Regions from separate parts of the Pan troglodytes genome. Here all the other regions are linked to region 2. A link is a contact called in public Hi-C and HiChIP or PLAC-seq data. All regions are on one chromosome and are shown on one strand. The core of a region is the stretch at or near the end of the contact, and the rest is flanking DNA. Distances in the headings are between cores, read along the strand shown. Region 1 holds the start of NSG2 (neuronal vesicle trafficking associated 2). Region 2 holds the start of BOD1 (biorientation of chromosomes in cell division 1). Region 3 holds the start of CPEB4 (cytoplasmic polyadenylation element binding protein 4).

Region 1 (3,327 bases), core at 595-3,094, 420 kb after region 2:
AGGCTGGAGTGCAGTGGCGTGATCTCAGCTCACTGCAACCTGTGCCTCACAGGTTCAAGTGATTCTCCTGCCTCAGCCTCCCGAGTAGTTAGGATTACAGGCATGCGCCACCATGCCTGGCTAATTTTTGTATTTTTAGTAGAGATGGGGTTTCACCATGTTGGTCAGGCTGGTCTCGAACTCCTGACCTTGCGATCCACCTGCCTTGGCCTCCCAAAGTGCTGGGATTACAGGCATGAGCCACTGCTCCCGGCCGCCAATTTTTAAATCAGATTTTTGTTTTTTAGCTGTTGTTTGAGTTTCTTATATATTCTGGGTATTAACCCCTGGTCAGATGCATAGTTTGCAGATATTTTCTTCCATTTTGTAGGTTGTCTCTTTAGTCTGTTAATTATTTCCTTTGCTGTGCAGAAGCTTGGCTTGAAATTATTAAAAGTGTGATTTCTATGTGTGAATCAATCACAAGACATGTCAAAGGGAATTTCTTTTTCCTCTGGAGGAAAAAGATTAAACACAAGGGTTCACAATTGACTCCACGTGGTTATCATTGTGTTGTCACAATGATTGTACCTGAAAACTCATCTAGGTCTTTGGAAAGAAGAGAATGGAGGACTAACATTTATTGGGACACTCCCATATCATGTATCTGCCTACTTCTATTAATATAGCCCTGTGCAGCTCAGATGTGCTAGCCTTTGTTGCCTCAGAAAATGTCTCTGTCTCTCCACACACGTGTCCCCCCCGCCACATGTTTCATTACTGAACAATATATATAATACTTACGTTTTCTCTTGACCTTTTAGCTAGCAGAGTGTATGCTCAGCACATGAGCACTAACTAGGGTGACCTAACAATTTATCACATAAACTAGAATACTTTTGAAGGCAAAAGGGGGCCCTATGACAAATGCCAAGACAGCTGGGCCTCATGAAGTGCATCATAAGCAGCACTGCAGCTGGGAATGAACAACCATCGGTGACTTGAACCACAGCTTAGTGAAAACAGTGGCAACAGCCTTGACCTCAGAGGATTTGAAGAGAATCTATGAGCAATCCCCAGGGATGAAATAATTCAGCCATTCAGAACCTTGTCCCTAAGTAATAAGGGGTTTCCTTGAGCACAATCTCTTCTCATATTTACAATCACTCTGCAAGAGAGATATTGTTATTCTTACACCAGAGATAAGGAAATGGAGGTTTAAAGAATGAATGCAAAATGTCCAAAATCCATACAGCCAGAATTTGGTAGAGCAGACACTAGGACTTTGCCCTGTCTGATTCCAGGCACCAACTTGGAAGCCATGCAATGTCCTGGGCTGGATACAAATTTTGGTGGCCACCGATCAGGGTTCAAATTCCAGCTCTGGTTACCGTGGCTGCCCTGTATGATCACAGTGCAATGCTGAGTGTAGTAGCTAATGTGAATACAGTGCTTGCCATAGTCCCTGCTCTGTACTACATGCATTCCCTATGCTATCCCATTTCATGCTTTGTACTAACCCCATCATGTGTGTACTATTAGAAACACCATTTTGCAAATGAGGGAGATAGTCTGAAAGAGGCTGGAAAAGTGCCCACTGCATGAAAGATACACAATAAATATATTTCCCTTCTGTCCTGACCACAGGGTCAGAGCACAGTAGAGGTCTTGAACCATTCTGTGTTTTATGATATTGTTCTGGAAGGTCTTAGGAGGCGATGCCTTCTCCTAATGAATGTGCCTGCTTTTTCAGTTTTTCCAAAGGCTCAAGGATTACTTGTTATATGGTGCATATTAATTTTTTTTTTTGATGTGGCCAAAATCCCTCCCACTTTCTTGAAACCATTTTGTCCCGTGCAGTGGTTGTGGCCATGCATAAGAAACAGCAGGTGGTGCCAGATGACAGATGGTGTGGGAGCGCGTTCCCCGGTAGGAGGGGGCGTGAGCGAGCGAGCAGGCAGGCAGCTGCCAGGAGCTCTTCCCTGCTCGCTCACGCCTGCTCTCAGAAGCTCCGATCCAGACACACGCGAGGCGCTGTCCTTTCAGCACCACAAGCTCGGGCTGAGGAGGGAGGACTCCTGGCCGTCCTCCTCCTCTTCAAATTGGCTTGAATCTGCTCTGACCCCCAGGAGTGCAGCACAGTAAGTAGGCATTTGTTTTTGCTATAACCACTCCCCAATATCTTCCAACCCCTTTCACCCCCACAACAACCCTGTTTTGTCTAAACGTTCCATCAGCAGGATTGAGAGAAGAAATTCAGTTGTGTTGAGCTTCTGGGGGTGGGAGGGGAGCACCATTTGACTTCTAAGGGATCTGGAGATGAATAAATGTGATTTGTTTATTTAGTTGGCAATCCTGCAATATGGGGGCTGCTAACTTTCCATGGAACCAAAAAAAAAAAAAATGGCCCTTCTCTATTGAGGAAATGGAGGCATTCCATGGCTGAATAACAGGATCAGGTTCAGGCTAGCCTTTTTTTTTGTTGGTTTTTATTTTAGGAAATTGCACCTCATGTACAATCCACATATGATGTAACAGGGTACACATTGAGACGTTGAATGTATTTATTGTGTTTTAGGGTATTGCTGATGGAAAACCAACATAATAGAATAGCAACCAGAGTGGTGAGGTGAAATTTATCATACTGCGGGCGGCGGGGGGTGGTATAATAGGACTTCATTTTGCACTAAGTATAATCTTTTTACTGGCATTGTGTGAGCACTTTAGCTCTAGTGTCTTGGGTATTTGTTTTACACTTATATTTTTTGTGTGTATAGGTTTAGGATTTTCCTTGAATTCCTTAAATTTGAGTGCTGTTGAACCCCATGGGAAGGTGGCATATTTTGATGATTAAAGAAGTTTTGTTGGACAATGGGAATCATGTCTGGAAATCTAGTGGAAGATCAATGACTGATCACTAGATTGAAAGCCACTTGAGTGGAGCTGTTGAGGACAGTGCTATTTTCTCTGTCGTCAGCCCTCTCTTTCTGCCTCACCTCCTGCTGTAACCAGAATCCCACTGCTTGCCTTAGGTCTGGGAAGAAAGGCGTAAGGATGGTGAAGCTGAACAGTAACCCCAGCGAGAAGGGAACCAAGCCGCCTTCAGTTGAGGATGGCTTCCAGACCGTCCCTCTCATCACTCCCTTGGAGGTTAATCACTTACAGCTGCCTGCTCCAGAAAAGGTAAAGCAGGTCCTCTTGCTCTCATCAGCCCCCAGGCTCCCCCCATCTCAGGAAATAAAGCAGCAAAAAATTCCACCCCCCAAATCCTTTCATTCCCTTATCTGCCAAATGTGCTCCCTCTCTTATAAAATGTAGTTATTCCTTCCAGAGCCAAGACATCTCTTG
Region 2 (3,268 bases), core at 606-3,105:
TACACTACGCATGAATGTCTTTGAGGGCCATTATGAAGTAAAATAAGGGTTACCTGAACACAAGTACTTCCATACCGCAACAATTGGGTAAATGAAACCGCAGAAAGCAAAACCTTGGATGGGGCGGGCTACTGTAGTCGCTTTTGTTTTAAAATCACACACAAAACCTAACGGCATATAAGAAATATGAATGGAGAACTTGTCCTAGGAAAGGTGAAAGCTCTGTCAATACAGATCTGGGATGCATATGTATTAAATTACTTTGTTTCAAGGACAGACTTCTAGTTGGGCTTTTCATCTTGGAGAAGGAACAGTGTATACCACTTTCTCTCTCTACATCCGTATTTACCACCTGGTTTATTTACATGTCAGTTTTCTAACCTAGACTATAAGTTTTGAGGATGGGGTAGTGACTTATTCCTGTAATCACACAGCTTGGCAACTAGAGGCCAATAAACGTTCAACGAATAAACAGACTACGTTTTTCCCTATCTTAAGGTCTAATTCTAAGCTCACAATCTTGCTGTGAGGTAAGCAAAACGTTTCCATGACAGGCTGTGGTAGGAGAAATCACTACCCTGCAGGAGTCCAGTGACAGGGTCTCCTAACCTACAACCACAGTCGTGGTTAGACAAGTTTTGAAAAGGAAGAAAATGAACATTCCAGCAACTACTGTATGTCTGATACTTAACACCCATTATTTCATTGAATCCAAACCACCCTGACGAGTAGGTAAAGTGAAATAGCGTTTTACTGGTGGGACTGACCAATGGCATTAGGATCTAAACTAGGCACCAAATCTCCTTTAATCAATGATAAAGTGCAAAATAAGGGTGCTGTTTCTACAATTTATCTTAATTCAACGCCCTACTAGTCTGCAAAACAATGAGCTAGAGAAAAGGAATAAACAGCTATAAAATGGTGATGACTGTGTGTTCAAATCATTGTGTTTAATGCCAGCTTCTCAGTGGTGAGTACGGAACAGGTGGAAATTCTAAAGCACGCTTGCTTATCTACTTGGTTTCGAAGTTTGTTATTAAGGGCCTCAGAGGAGTTCCATCTTGGGAATGATACGGTCTAGGCTCTAAAACCCACATTGAAACCCCAAGTTCGGAGAAGGGACTGGGTAAAACCACAACTAGTAGTAAATGTATCAGACAGGAACCCACGTGTGCATCGCTCAGAAAGCTCTCCGTACTGCCCCAAGCGGTGTAAGACCTCACTGCTGAGATTTCTAAGCTATCTTTTGTTTCGCTCTCGGCTTTCGAAAATCAAAGCTGCCACCCGGCGGCCTCACGTGCAGCCCCGCTCCCCAACGCCCAGGCGGCCGCAGCTACCTTGGTGTCCACGTCGGCCAGGCAGTCCCGGCGGAAGCTGTCAAAAAGGCCCCGGCTCTTGAGCTGCTCCACGATGAGAGCGATGAGCTGCGGGTCGCCGGGAGGCAGCGAGGCCGGGTTGATGGGGCCACCGCCCCCGCTGGCCCCAGTAGCGCCAGTCGCTGCCCCGGCAGAGGCCTGGCTAGTTCCGCCGCCGCCCACCGCGCCAGTTCCCCCGCCGCCGCCGCCGTCCGCCATGGCTGCGCCCCGGGCCCACAAGGGAGAACGACTATAGCTTCTTCTCCAGGACAGAAGGCCTAGAACGTGTAGAGGTGGTGAAGGGGGCGGTGAAGGAGGAGGGCCCCAAGGCGGCAGCGGCGGAGGTGACGGTGGTGGTGGCGGCGGCGGTGGCGATGGCGGCGGGGGCGGTGGTGGGGGCGGCGGCGGCGAAGGCCCCCTCTGATACAGCAGAGGTTGTGGTGGACGCGGCAGAAACGGCCTGCTCGATTCCAGGCGCACCCCAGATGGCGTCAACGTTGACCTTTGCATTGTGGGGCGGGAAGTTTTCTGTGGCCATCTCCGGCGTTCTTTATAGGCAGCGGCCTAGCCGAGAGAAACTACAACTCCCGGCAGGGTTCGTGCTTGCTCGTCGCGATTTCGCGGGGCAATATGGGAACTGTAGGCGCAGGCCTCGTGATCGCTGCAACCCGCCAGGCCTTCCCCGCCCACTCTCTGCTGACTTCCCATTCAATCAACACGTCCCAGCAGGGCCTGATTATAACAGTCATCTGTGGAGCTGATTAAAAGTATAGATTACCAGAATTATTTCTTAAAGATTTTTATCCAGTATTTACGGGTCGACACCTAGCAATCTGCGCTTTAGCATGCACTCCCACGTCCTTCTTGAACAACATGTTCCGGGAAATTCCGGAAACAGTGGAACAGTCAAAATTCTATTGTTCAGAAATTTGTGAGTTTCCCTCCTTTTGGTTTTAATAGCAATGCATACTCATTTTAGAAAATTGGAAAATAACGGAAAAGTGTGAAGAAGAAAATAAAAGTTTTCCTTAAGTCTGTCTTATATGTGTGTGGATTTCCTCCCAAATATTAAATATTGTCAATCATAAGCCAATATTGAATAATTGAAAAGTGTCAGGCGTGATGCTATGCACTTTCCACGCACTTCTTCACAATAATTTTAAAAAGCAGATACATACTACTATTATTGCTATTTACAGACGTAGAAATGGAGGCAGAAGAAAGTTTGTTAACCTAATCACATACCTAGAGGTAGAAAAGTAGGATTTGAACCCAGGTTTTGAGGATCTAAATCTTGCATTTTAGCCTGAGGTATCCTGAGAGCTAGTTGGTATCCCACAATAGGTAAGGCTTTATATCCTGTTTTTTTTAAGTAGCCACAATTCACCATTGGAATCCTATAGCTGCCACCATTATCCTCTCTTCCCTTCATCTTTTGCCTATTGTTAGCTCAGCTCCCCCTCCCAACCTCAGCAATTATGTCTGCTATTGTTATTTCCTCTTCTTACACAAGCAGTAGAGGGGATGTAAATAGCAAATTCTCCAATATCCTTGGCTCCTGCGAAGATGCAGAATTGGCAAAGATCCAGGATGTTCTCCACACCAATATTTAGTACTCAAGACAGTTTAATTTTTTTTTCTTTTTTTTTTTTGAGACAGAGTCTCACTCTATCACCCAGGCTGGAGTGCAGTGGTGCAATCTTGGCTCACTGCAGCCTCCGCCTCCTGGGTTCAAGCAATTCTCCTGCCTCAGCCTCCCGAGTAGCTGGGATTACAGGCGCATGCCACCATACCTGGCTAATTTTAGTATTTTTAGTAGAGATGGGGGTTTCACCATGTTGGCCAGGCTGGTCTTGAATTCCTGACCTCAAGTGATCTACCCGCCTCAGCCTCCCAAAGTGCTGGGATTACAG
Region 3 (3,113 bases), core at 426-2,925, 270 kb after region 2:
GTTCTACACGGAAGTGATGGAGGATTGACAGACTGAGGCAGAAGTTGAGACCATTAGAGGAAGGCTATGGAAATGAAATGGAAGCCACCTTTGTTCACACTATTCTTCATTAATCTTGGTATCTTTTTTTTTCCCTCTAGTTTTGCCAGTTACTTCTGGCTCTACCCTGATTTCTTTGTTCATTTTTCTTCCTGCTAAAGGAAAATACTCACTTATTTAACATCTTTAAAGCTGTGCTGAGAGCAAAGCATTATCCTAAGCCCTGATGGTGGTCATAGCGTTGGGAATGTACAAAGATAAACAAGACATTAAAGCCCTTGAGTACCAAACATAATGAAAAGTCTGATATGTGAGCTCCAAACCAAATGGCAAAAGGAAGGAAATAATTAATTCAGACTTGGAAACAGGAGTGAGGGGTGGGGGGTGGGTGATGGGTGGAAGGGGTGGCAGTGGGTTGGGGGGCTGTCACTCAGGGAAGACTTCATTGTTGCTGGTTTGTTCATTCACGTTTTCAGGATTCATTCACTGATGTCTCGCATCTACAATGTCTGCTCCTGAAAGAGCCCACGGTCCAGCACAGGTCTGGAAGACATAAACCATCACAATACAGTGTGAGAAACAAGCACGAGATGTACACAGGGCCGTGGACGCTTATAAGAGAGAATTCAGAAGATGCTGTCGGTGGCTTTTGAACTGATTCCTAAAAATAAATAGGAATTTACCAAAGGAGAAGAGTGGAAAGGACATGTAAAAAGGCATTGAGAGTGTGTTTGGAGGGGGAAGAGGCACTAAGATATACCACCCATTAGGTAGAAAGGCTTGAATACCAGACTAACAAGTTTGGCCTTTATCTTCGAAATAATGGGCAACCATAGAAGAAATCGGAGCATGTGAGGGTCAAGATAAAATTTTAGTTTTGGAATTTTCCCTCTGGTATTGCGTGTAAGGTGTACTAGATCGGGATGATACGGGGGCTTAGCCACAGACGCCTCAGCTGCATCTCTGCGCCTGGGAGACTGCACCAGATGCGAGCCTAGCAGAATGGGAGAGTGGGAGGTGCGGGTGAGTGAATGGAAGGTTAAGGGAGAGTCCCTCGTGAGGTCTACATTCTGGGCAAGGGCAAACGCAGTTCTAGGCACCGCACAGCTGCTGGGAAGACCCGCCTCCCCTTCCAGATCCCTCTGGGGCGGAGCTCGGCCCAGAGCACGTGATGCTTGGAGCACCACCTTTACTGTGGGCACCCTTCTCATTCATCCGCGGTTTCACGGGCCGCCACTTCGATCTCCAACACCTTAACCGTATGTCTTCGTGAGCGAGGAATCCGTTCTCCTTGACACGTCCCTATTGCTCCTCCTGCAAAGCCCAGTTAGGGAAGAGAAATATCAAAGGAGTCCCCTGCCCACACAAAAGATGGCGACCTGCTGCGCTCACTCTGGGTGGGGGAAGCGGGTTCCAGGCGCCCGGCCTCACTAGGCGAGGCGCAGACGGAAGAGGCGTCTCTGGAGGTAACTTTTCGACCTTCCTGGGAGTAGCTCTGAAGCGAGGGGGTGTGGCCTCGTCTGAGTTCTAACAGATGATTGGTCTTCCGGCAGGTAGGTGGGGAATGAGTGCTACCCCCACCCCTCCCTCTTCGAACCGGAAGTGTCTCTGGGTCTTTCCAGCTGGTTGTCATTTCACTCGGCTCGGTCCTGAGGAGAAGGACTCAGCCGCGGCTGCGGGACCCGGGCACCGGGAGGCGGTGGCGGCGGCGGCGGCGGCGGCAGCAGCGGCGACAGCAGAGGAGGAAGAGGAGGAAGAAGGAAAGAAAAAGAAGAACCAGGAGGAGTCCTCAACAACGACAGCGGGGACTGCGGGACCAGGGTAAAGCGGTGACGGCGGCGACGGCCCAGCAACCGTGAGGAGAAACAAAAGCCTTCTAAATTATAGTTTAAAAAAAAATTCTGGGGGAAAAGAGAGAGAAAGCCGAGGGGGGAGGCCCTTCTCCTTTAAAATAACTACGGTAGTGGGTTTTTCCTTTTTTTCCTCTTTTTTCCCTCTCTGCGGAGAATCGAACTGAGGGAACTGAACAAACCGCCCCTGGGTCCCATGAGGGAAAAAAACCCCGGAGCCGCAGAGAGGGGAAGAGGCAGAAACCGCAGGACCTTCCAGGTCGCCCCCTCGGTCCCCGCACCCCCAGGCCGCCCGCTCACCCTCGTCGAGTCTCGCTAATCCCTCCTGATCGCGACCCCCGCAAGAGGGAGAAACGGGTGTTTCCAACCCCTTTCATGGGGGAGAGGAAGCCGCGGGGAGCCCAGGAACAGCGACCGCAGCAAGATCTGCACCCGGAGCCTCAGGAACAGCCCCAGAGGCCAAAACTGCACCCTGCGAAAGAGCAGAAAACAGGACCAGGAACAGCAGAAACCTCCCTGCAATCATCTTTCCATTAGTCAATGCTGATTTCCTCTCCCGAAACCAGGAATTCACTTCCCACCCCAGATAACCTAATATAATCTATATATATAAATATATAATATATAATGTTCTTAAATTATTCCTGATTTTTTTTAACCAAGCTGCCAAGAAAAGAACGTATTCCCCTCTTAGTCCTATTCTAATTTTTATGTGAGTGAATCTAAACTGCTGAGGAAAACCATATGTGATTGTTAAATTATATATATCTATATTTTTACTCCGCGCAAGGCTTATTCTTCTACATCCATAGATGCTTGAGAAGCTCTGTTTTTGTCATTCATGTACATTTTCCTTTGGAAAAAGAAAGCGCCTATTTTACTAACCAAAGACTTGATTTTTACCCTCTTCATTTTTATTCCCTCCTAAAAATAAGCCCAATTGGATCCAAGTCAATGTTTTAAGAGATTTTTTTAAGAGTTGTTTTTTCTTTCAGAGACCAGAATTCCAAATCAGAACAATTTAAGGTGATAAGCTGCGATCTTTGAGCTAGCTATAAATAAGACATTTCAAGCAAGCAAGCAAACAACTTAAATTTGGGGAAGAGGAAAAAAAAGGCGTGAGACATCAGGTTGTCATTTTTTATTGTGAGATTCTGCTCCTAAAAATAATAAATGGGGGATTACGGGTTTGGAGTGCTAGTGCAAAGCAATACTGGGAATAAA

What was found. A called contact is a pair of places that touch in the nucleus more often than the background predicts. HiChIP or PLAC-seq counts read pairs in DNA pulled down with a chosen protein or histone mark.
Region 1: an H3K4me3 HiChIP or PLAC-seq map of stem cell-derived excitatory neurons shows a contact between it and region 2, with 8 times the contacts expected there. The contact joins the promoter of NSG2 here to the promoter of BOD1 in region 2. A contact is called at or near these places in 1 of 7 Hi-C or Micro-C datasets (stem cell-derived neural progenitor cells) and 1 of 1 datasets of contacts at active chromatin or transcription factors (stem cell-derived excitatory neurons).
Region 3: a contact with region 2 is called in a Hi-C map of stem cell-derived neural progenitor cells, with 6 times the contacts expected there. The contact joins the promoter of CPEB4 here to the promoter of BOD1 in region 2. A contact is called at or near these places in 1 of 7 Hi-C or Micro-C datasets (stem cell-derived neural progenitor cells) and 1 of 1 datasets of contacts at active chromatin or transcription factors (stem cell-derived excitatory neurons).

Annotation. Positions count from the first base shown.
Region 1 is chr4:171,693,355-171,696,681 of NHGRI_mPanTro3-v2.0_pri, forward strand. NSG2 (neuronal vesicle trafficking associated 2) reads left to right here and starts at 1,845. Exons shown (of 5, transcript XM_518109.8): 1 at 1,845-2,120; 2 at 3,012-3,162. The coding sequence starts at 1,879.
Region 2 is chr4:171,269,029-171,272,296 of NHGRI_mPanTro3-v2.0_pri, forward strand. It overlaps BOD1 (biorientation of chromosomes in cell division 1), which reads right to left and starts at 1,856. Exons shown (of 4, transcript XM_063811670.1): 1 at 1,338-1,856. The coding sequence starts at 1,574.
Region 3 is chr4:171,537,007-171,540,119 of NHGRI_mPanTro3-v2.0_pri, forward strand. CPEB4 (cytoplasmic polyadenylation element binding protein 4) reads left to right here and starts at 1,676. Exons shown (of 10, transcript XM_001155432.7): 1 at 1,676-3,113. The coding sequence starts at 3,063.